Regions from separate parts of the Bicyclus anynana genome. Here region 1 is linked to region 2. Evidence: chromatin contacts called from public Hi-C data. All regions are on one chromosome and are shown on one strand. The core of a region is the stretch at or near the end of the contact, and the rest is flanking DNA. Distances in the headings are between cores, read along the strand shown.

What was found. Hi-C and Micro-C count contacts between places; a contact is called where the count stands out from the background.
Region 1: a contact with region 2 is called in a Hi-C map of whole body, with 3 times the contacts expected there. The contact joins the promoter of LOC112050897 here to the promoter of LOC112050903 in region 2. A contact is called at or near these places in 2 of 2 Hi-C or Micro-C datasets (whole body and whole larva).

The regions. Positions count from the first base shown.
Region 1 is chr13:16,130,033-16,134,574 of ilBicAnyn1.1, forward strand. It overlaps LOC112050897 (serum response factor homolog), which reads right to left and starts at 3,147. Exons shown (of 6, transcript XM_052885041.1): 1 at 2,609-3,147. The coding sequence starts at 3,031.
Region 2 is chr13:15,793,179-15,798,019 of ilBicAnyn1.1, forward strand. It overlaps LOC112050903, which reads right to left and starts at 2,929. Exons shown (of 5, transcript XM_024089315.2): 1 at 2,797-2,929.

The DNA.
Region 1 (4,542 bases), core at 1,897-4,396, 340 kb after region 2:
TTTATCTTTCCTCAGATAACAATTACCTCTTTAGTCAAAGATAGAAAGCTAATCTCTTCCAACTTCATTTGATGTTTTTATTTATCTTGTAAAAAGAGACAATATTTTTTAACCTTATTTTCTTTTTTAAGGAATAGTTCTGCAATGATCAAACTAAGAGAATCTAGATCATTCTCTTAGTACTTATGTCAAGTCAAAGAGAAAATACCCACCGTCCAATAGAACGTCGACCCCGGGAACCCAGGTAATTATACCCCATATAAATGTATATGGAGATGATAATAATATGATGTACTTATAAATAAAGATCTGGTTAAATAGTTGGATTAAGTAAGTAATAAAAAGACAAAAAAAAATCTCACAATAATTCTCAAATCGGCGAATAGCATACTTAGCTGTATTGTTTTTTTTATATTATTTTTTTCTGTTACCAACAAGCTTAACAAACAAACCTATCATAAGTCTTCAAAAAATGTCGTGAAACTCAGGCTGTATGGTCAACGATCTTTGCTTGTCTCCATTTAGGACTAATTGAAGACGAATTAAAAATGTCGTAAAATATTGTAGCATACTGATAAAGTAATGATTTCCATAATAAATTAGAATTATCAATATTTTTTTACATAAAAGTAATCATTCTACGTTTTGTCGATCTCTGTCATTTAGCTAGCGTGTTTTTTGGATGAATTCATGAGAAATGTTGACAATCAGCCAGGGGCCATTGGCCAAATACAACCGCCGGCGCCATCAAGACCAAAAACAATTAGAAAAAAAAATTGTAGATAAGTACTTACAGTACAGGTAAAACTTACATAAGTACCTCATAGCTAAACTTTGACTCCCGCCGAAATTTTAAACATGCTTATTCATTAAAATCCATAGGTATTAATATAGTAAACTAGCTAACACCGGGCGGTTTCACCCGCGTGGTTCCCGTTCCCGTAGGAATAGGTACGGGGATAATAATTATATAAACTTCCTCGATAAATGGGCTATCTAACACTGCTGAAAGAATTTTTCAAATCGGACTTGTTGTTCCTGGGATTAGCGCGTTCAACCAAACACACAAACATACAAACAAACAAACAAACTCTTCAGCTTTATAGGTAATATTAGTAGGTATAGACGCAAGAGTAAGCCTATCTGTCTGTTACCTTTAATGGGTAAATCGCTGAACCGATTTGAATGAAATTTAGTATTGAGATACCTAAATTGGACCTTGGAGCATACCTAATATTAAGCTAGTTTTTAACCCTGAAAATTATATATAACACCGTAAAAACCAATAAACATGTGATGTGACTCTTAAAAACAATAGTTTAAACTACTTACTGCTGTTTCAATAATAAAATGGAGACAAAAAACAGTAGGACAGCTTAAAGTGGAAATCTGTATTAATCGAGTAGGTAGTTAGATAAAAAGCATCAACTAAAGATAAAGATTTTCAATTTTCATTGTTTAATAAGTTATTAGTGTAGCCAATCTTTAAAAATAAAATAAATTACCTAGTTTAAAATACGAAACTACACTTTACTTTGATACAACTAGCGCCATCTATGTAACCATCTTAAAAACTGACTGCAACAGTTGCTTCTGAACGTTCTAAAACTGAAATCTCCTCAAGTTATCTACTATCAGTTTTGTTATAACTTTAATTTAATATGAGAATATTTTATATTACAACTATTAACATTAACAATTTGAAAAATTAATCTCAATGTTTACTTACGATAATGGATCGAAATATCAGCTGACATCTGTCAAAACTTTCATCACATATGCTCACAAAAACACGTAATAAACGTTCGGTTTACACATTTTCAACTTCCTTGTACTGAAAATATACTGGTCTATACATAAAATTATGATATTTAAGGCACTTTTAGCAATATTCCATTTGGTAACCTCTCAAAGCCAACATAACCTCATCTGTCAAAATAAATCTTTAACATTTGTAATTGAAAGCTACTAAATCCTATTTTAAGCTTTAACTCTAAATTCCTTGCATATTTGTAACTGTATTTACTTATTTATTTCACCAAAAATGTATAAAATATTGTTTTTAAATGGGTATTTCATTAGAAATGTTTGACTGTTTTGAGTGTAAACAATGATCATTTTGTTAACTGTAAACCATTTTTACAATTTTTTTTGAATGTGAATGTGTGTCAGAGGTTCGTTTATAGTTTATTGAATAGTTCCAATCAAATATTTAAGCAAAGTATAAACAATAAATTTCAATATAAAGTTTTACCGCTGTCCAGCATACTCATATTGAAATGTAACATTATTTTGATTAAATTTCATATATTCTTATTAATATAGTGATTATGATAGTAGAATTACAAATAGATTATATAAATTTTGTTTTAGATTCTGTAATAATGTTGAATTTTAAGTTTTTATCATTTTCCAAGTCTCACTGGGATTGCTCGCACTAAACAGAGTTTTATTTTTTATTTAATGCTATAACTATGTATCACAAATTGTACATCTCTCCCCAATCTGATAGGGGTAACAGAATGCACTTTCACAGATTGGCAGTATTAGAGGCAGCGCTCCAGTAGGCCCGTAAATGGAATATTGCCAAAAGTGGTCTCTGACCCACCTTCTTCATAATGCCCGTTTTCCGCTTGGAGAAGGTGGTGTAACGACGCAGCTTGTTGTCAATGTACTCCATCTTGATCTTGACGCGGCCCTTGGTCTTCTTGCCGTTGGAGGGCGGCGACTTCTTGGGCTGCAGCGAGGCGTACCCGTCGTCGGCGATGTCGGGCAGCGCGCAGTGCTCCAGGCCCAGGCTCTGCGGCCGCTCCTCGTAGCACTGCTCGGCAGGGCGCTTGACTCCGCGCGACGGGCAGGCTTGCATGCCGGGCCGGAGCCCCAGCGCGCTCGGCGGCCGGCCCGCGCCGTACATGTCCGGCACCTCTCCAAGGAGTCCCATACCGTACGGCGACCCGAAGCGGGGCTCCCGAGCTCCGCCGGGCGGGTCCATTATAACCTCGCAGTACGCCACAGTAACCGGTGCGCACATGCGCTATACACACCTCACCGTTCGAACGTCGAACGGAGACTGACCGAAAACGCGAAAGAACCGAGGGCGGGACTGACGACTCGGCCGCTCGGACCGCGACTGACTTCGCGCGGTTCCGTCCCGCGCACCTCGACCTCTAGCCGTCTCGCTCTCGTGCGCCGCTCGCCCTCGCCGCGCGATAGGGACGGAGATATCGGGTGCGGCGTAACCCGACACATCCGTAGGAAACCGGGAACCCGCGAACGTTTCAGTGCCCGAAATCTGTATTAAAATAGAGCTTTTATTTTGAGTTTATTTCGTAAATAGAAATAATAGAGTCGGAAGCTCGCGGCGCGAGCGCGCGCCGGAGCGGTGGGCTGGCCCCGAGCCATATTTAGACTCGAGCCGTGCCAAATATGGCAATGGCGGTCAAATGGGGGCCACTGAAATCCCTCCTACTCGCAGCTGGCGATTTTCACGTCTAATAATTAAAAACTTTGTCACGTTCCTCATTGTGCATTACATACTTATGCGCTAACATATTATGCCTCTATAGATAAATACATAGTAAATAGCATGGTTGCTTCGTCAAAGAAACAAACGATACCTACCTAGCTTACAAATAAAGTTTATTTTATAGCTTTTCAATTTTAAGTAGCTATACACTTTTGCAGTGGTTAAAATATATCCTACATGGAAACTTTTAGGGTAGATACGAGGTAACTTTTCTTCTTGGACTTCCAATTCTGTTTCAAAGGGCTCTATCAAACTAAAGTATAAACCAATAGCTAAAAGTACATAACTGTTACGACTTACAAGTCTCTCCATACTTCATAGACAGATAACAGTAAATAAAGAATTAACACCCATGTTTATCTAAACCGCACAGGCGTAGGATGGGAATTAGCTTAGAAAACCTAATGGTAATTTATTCGCGATTTTCGTTTTTGAGATGTTTTAAGGCGTTGTTAGCGAAAATCTGCTAGTGAAACCTTCGGTCGTTCGCCCACCGAGACAATTAATTTGCCATTTTTCCATTTTGAGACTATTTTATTACAAATCAAAGGTTTTTGACCTCGTTTGGGGTTTATTTAAGTGAATGAATGTCCTACGTACCTACCTACCTACCTGAATCATTATAATACCTATATAATTATGGATTTAACAGAATTTTTAAATTGTAGTTTGGATTGATGTACGTACTAGATCCGAAAGTGCTTGTAAACTAAGCCTATTCGTAGTTGAAATAAATGAATTTAGACTTTTGACCAGGGTAGCTACCGCCATGTCACCCTTATCAATAATACGGGGCCCCTAGACTCTAAGGGGCCACTTACTGTCCAGGGGCTTTACAATTTTTGAAAGCAAAAATTTGTAAAATGTAATCCACAATCTTACTTAGTCTGGTGCTTCCCAAAAAATATTTGTTATAAAAAAAACTGCCTATAGAGTTTTCACTCCAGAAATGACAAAAGTAAAAAAAGAATCTGTTTTTTTCCGGGTTTCGAAAAGTTGGAAATGTCCTACATAGG
Region 2 (4,841 bases), core at 1,679-4,178:
TTATTTTAATTTCAATACTGATCTATACATATTACGAGTAAAGCTGAAGAGTTTGTTTGTTTTTCTGCTTGAACGCGTTTATTTTAAGAAACTTCTGGTCCGATTTCAAAAATTCTCTCAATGTTAAATAGCCTATTTATCGAGAAAGGCTATAGGCTATATATTATTACCGTATTTCTACGAAATCGGGAACCACGCAGAAAAAACCGCGCGGCGACAGCAACTAATATAAAAGTTACCATCATTAGGTAATAATATAACTTAAACTCGAAATTCATTTATTTTAATTCGACTTAGTAGTCTAGAGTCATTATAATATAATACAGTCATTCATAATTAATTCCATATTAACTAATTACCGGGATATTTGTATTATAAGGATCGAAAATATCAAAGAGAATCAAGATATTTTTAACGTTATTCAAAAGAAAGGTGTTTTGTCGAAAGTTCCAATCCCCCAAACATTTTCTCCTTGGTCTTCGTTACCTCTTTTTCCATTTTACTTCAAATACTACCATACCATCATCATTAAGAACTCATATTCGGGCTCATTCACTGGGCTATCACGGCTTGGTTAGACGTATACATATGATAAAAAAAACATGCAAATCATTGCGAATGTAGCGTACCTTTTATAAGGTATATTTGCATCGATCTCCTATTAACAAGTGGATGCACAATCAGCGACCAAAAAACGTCCCCACTCAATGAGTGCCAAACACAACTTCTTGACACTCAATTCAAGTAGTCGCATTTGCAAATTCAACCTTAAACTCAGTGCTTAAGGTTGAAATTGCTCTGAATTGGGATTTTATTGAATATTGGACTATATTATGGCCTTTAGGTATAATTTTCTTTACCAATAATTCTAAAACTGTCAAAGCAAAATTGCCCAATTTTTAAATGAAATTTTCTACATGATTGTGTGTCCTTTAAATAAGAGGTCAATGTATATTTGCCATATCTTTTATATACGACCAATGCTCCCATTCCCCTCCAACTAGTCCTAAAGGACTAGGAAGAGTAGTCTAGTCTTTTATGATAGTCTTTTAGAATAGTCAATTCAACTTTTTGACGGCCTCCGTGGCGCAGTGGTATGCGCGGTGGATTTACAAGACGGAGGTCCTGGGTTCGATCCCCGGCTGGGTCGATTGAGGTTTTCTTAATTGGTCCAGGTCTGGCTGGTAAGAGGCTTCGGCCGTGGCTAGTTACCACCCTACCGACAAAGACGTACCGCCAAGCGATTTAGCGTTCCGGTACGATGTCGTGTAGAAACCGAAAGGGGTGTGGATTTTCATCCTCCTCCTAACAAGTTAGCAAGCTTCCATCTTAGACTGCATCATCACTTACCATCAGGTGAGATTGTAGTCAAGGGCTAATTGTAAAGAATAAAAAAAAAATAAAAAATAGTTCCCGGTTTGATGTTGCACAAAGTACACTTCGCAACTTTCATAATTGAATCTCCAACAGTCACAAATCACAGTTTGCACACAAACACATTATCTGGACAAGTTCGCAGTCGGCAAACTTACAAATTGTGTTAAATTTGCGTCGCTTTTCAAATTCAAATTTACAAAATGGCTTGTAAGTTCACGTAGATTCGAATCAGATTCATAATGTAACCAATATAATGCACTAGCTGACGCCGCGCGGTTTCACCCGCGTGGTTCCTGTTTCCGTAGGAATATGGGGATAATATATAGCCTTCCTCGATAAGGTTCCCGTTTCCGTAGGAATATGGGGATAATATATAGCCTATAGCCTTCCTCGATAAATGGGCTATCTAAAACTGAAAGAATTTTTCAAATCGGACCAGTAGTTGCTGAGACTAGCGCGTTCAATTAAACAAACAAACTCTTCAGCTTTATAATATTAAGTAAAGATATCTGAAGAACCCAATTTTATCATATTAGATACATATTCGTATTGAATACTAATCAAACTTTAACATGCATTAGATGACCTAAGAGCTGACCATATTGTATATCAAAGAATAAGCCTTAGCGATTTGGGGTAATGGGTCAGCCTATTGCCTATTAATAGGCGGTCTACGATTTGCTCATCTATATGAGTAAACATTGTCAAAGCTCACTTTTTGCTGTGGACACCCCAAGAGTTCTTTTTTTTATTCTCTACAAGTTAGCCCTTGACTACAATCTCACCTGATGATAAGTGATGATGCAATCTAAGATGGAAGCGGACTAACTTGTTAGAAGTAGGATAAAATCCACACTCCTTTCGGTACACGACATCGTACCGGAACGCGAAATCGCTCGGCGGTACGTCTTTGTCGGTAGGGTGGTAACTAGCCACGGCCGATGTCTCCCACCAGCCAGACCTGGACCAATTAAGAAAACCTCAGTCGGCCTAGCCGGGGATCGAACCCAGGACCTTTGTCTTGTAACTCCACCGCGCATACCACTGCGCCACGGAGGCCGTGAAAAACTAAAAAAGTCCGTAAATTACATCATACTCAAAACGCAAGGGGTAGATTTTATTTTACTACTGTGTGCTAAAGGCCTAATGGACCTTTATTTTGTTTTATTACACCATTGAATCAAAGTTTAAGTGTTTATGGAGACCCACATTTTTGGATTCCGCACAAAACAAAAGTCCTGCTTTCAATCTTTTAGATTTCCTAACTCATTGAACGAGTTAAATATAAGTTTGTAAATAGCCTTCGTAATGACGAAAGAATAGTCCGTCGAAGTCAATTATCCAATATAGATGTGGGAAAAAAAACAAGCCCTCAAACATGGTGCGACCATAAAAACACAGCAATTGCACCTGACTCACCTCCATCGAGGAAACCCCTCGGCAGACACCACGTGCATCTCCATACTCGAGTAGCACCATAGTTTTGGCCCCTATCCATAAGCAACACCCGGCTCACAATGTCTTATTTAGCGTACCTACGCGAGTCACCGCCGTAAGCGGAGTAAAGACCCTCTCTTAAGTACAGGGATACACTTTTTTGGTCCGAACCTCCCCAAAAGGAGAGCTCGGGCCGTCCGTTATATTACATAACGCTCGCAAATGGATAGTGTTTACGTGCCCTTATACGTTGGTAGTTTTTATCGCCCGCATGGTAATGGGTGAGAAGTGGTAAATCCGTATCGGTTTTGGTGCGAGTGTGGCCGGGCGTTTTTTTCTTTTTAGGGTTCCGCACGCGCCACAGTTAATTGTGAGCAATCCAATCCGATAAGTCTAACCATTTATGCGAGCTGTGATAGCCCAGTGGATATGACCTCTGCCTCCGTTTCCGGAGGGTGTGGGTTCGAATCCGGTCCAGGGCATGCACCTCTAACTTTTTAGTTATGTGCATTTCAAAAAATTAAATATCATGTGTCTCAACCGGTGAAGGAAAACATCGTGAGGAAACCTGCATACCAGAGAATTATCTTAATTCTCTGCGTGTGGTAAGTCTGCCAATCCGCATTGGGCCAGCGTGGTGGACTATTGGCCTAACCCCTCTCATTCTGAGAGGAGACTAGAGCCGAATATTGGTTGATAATGAAAAAAAAATGAAGCCTAGACATATACCTACTTACCAACGTTACACGTTAGGCTTTATTAAATACTAAATATCCCCGTCAAGCTATATCGAAAATCCGGAATATTTTTTAAAGTAAAAGTGTAATTTCTATAGTTTTCTATTAGTATAAATTACGTTAGAGACATCGGTCTAAATCTTTAAATAATATCAAAACCCCTCCTGTTTGTGTGTTTGTGTTTACAAATATAACAATAATTAAATCATTTAAAAAGCACTCTGCATCGGGATTCTTGTCACATTTTGCTTGAAATGTTTGTTGTACAGGTTTGTCAACTAGATACAATACTAATCTTGTGTTTACTATAAATTACAAGTTAAAGTAAATTAGAAAAATATGATTGTTTAACGTCAATAGCTGATTATATATTCATCATACGGAATCCTCTGCACACGAGTCCAACTCCCGCTTTCGTTTTTTTTTATGTAAGATTTTTTTCCTGAATAAGGTCTGTTGGCTATGACTTGAATTGGAAAAATGTGTGGCTTTTCAATTGTTATTAATTTATAAGTAGGTGTCTGTAAACTGTAAATAAACTCAACCAGTAGAAATAGCTGAGACGGACGAAACAAAATACAGTAATAATAAAATGTCATTTAACATTCCAGTATTACTAATAATTTTAAAATTAAGATTTTAAAGCTATTTATTTAAAAATATAAAATGTCGTTTAATATTTCAGTATTACTAATAATTTTAAAATTATAATCAGCTATTTATTTAGAAATAATAAATTAATTTGTTATCAACCCATATTTGGCTCACTGCTAAGCTCGAGTCTCCTCTAACAATTAGATGCCTAGAGATGTTAGGCCTCAGTCCACCACGCTGGCCCAATGTGGATTGACAGTAGCGTTGAGTAGGACATACAAGAGGCAGGACATTTGTCCCGTACATGACGTCACAATGTAAGAGCGGCTCAACATTTAAAAATGTACTACTTCACATTTTCTGTCGCGGTAGTTGCTTTACTCGTACGCGAGAGAAAGCGAGACACTAGTACAAAAGTCGAATGGGACGTCATTCTGTGGTCCTGTCATATAATTTTGTACTATATCCCTTAACGCGACGGAAATAGTATACGATGCGTTTAGAAATATTATTTTTTGAATTTGGATTTATTCAATTGACATTTTATAAAAATAAAAATTACTTAATAATTTAAAAACTGAAATATATGAAATAGGTTAAAAATAAGTTTGGCATTTAATATCAGTATGTAAGACAAACTATTACTAACATAGAATACTTGTACCGAATCGTAAATCTATGATTACTAAGCTATAT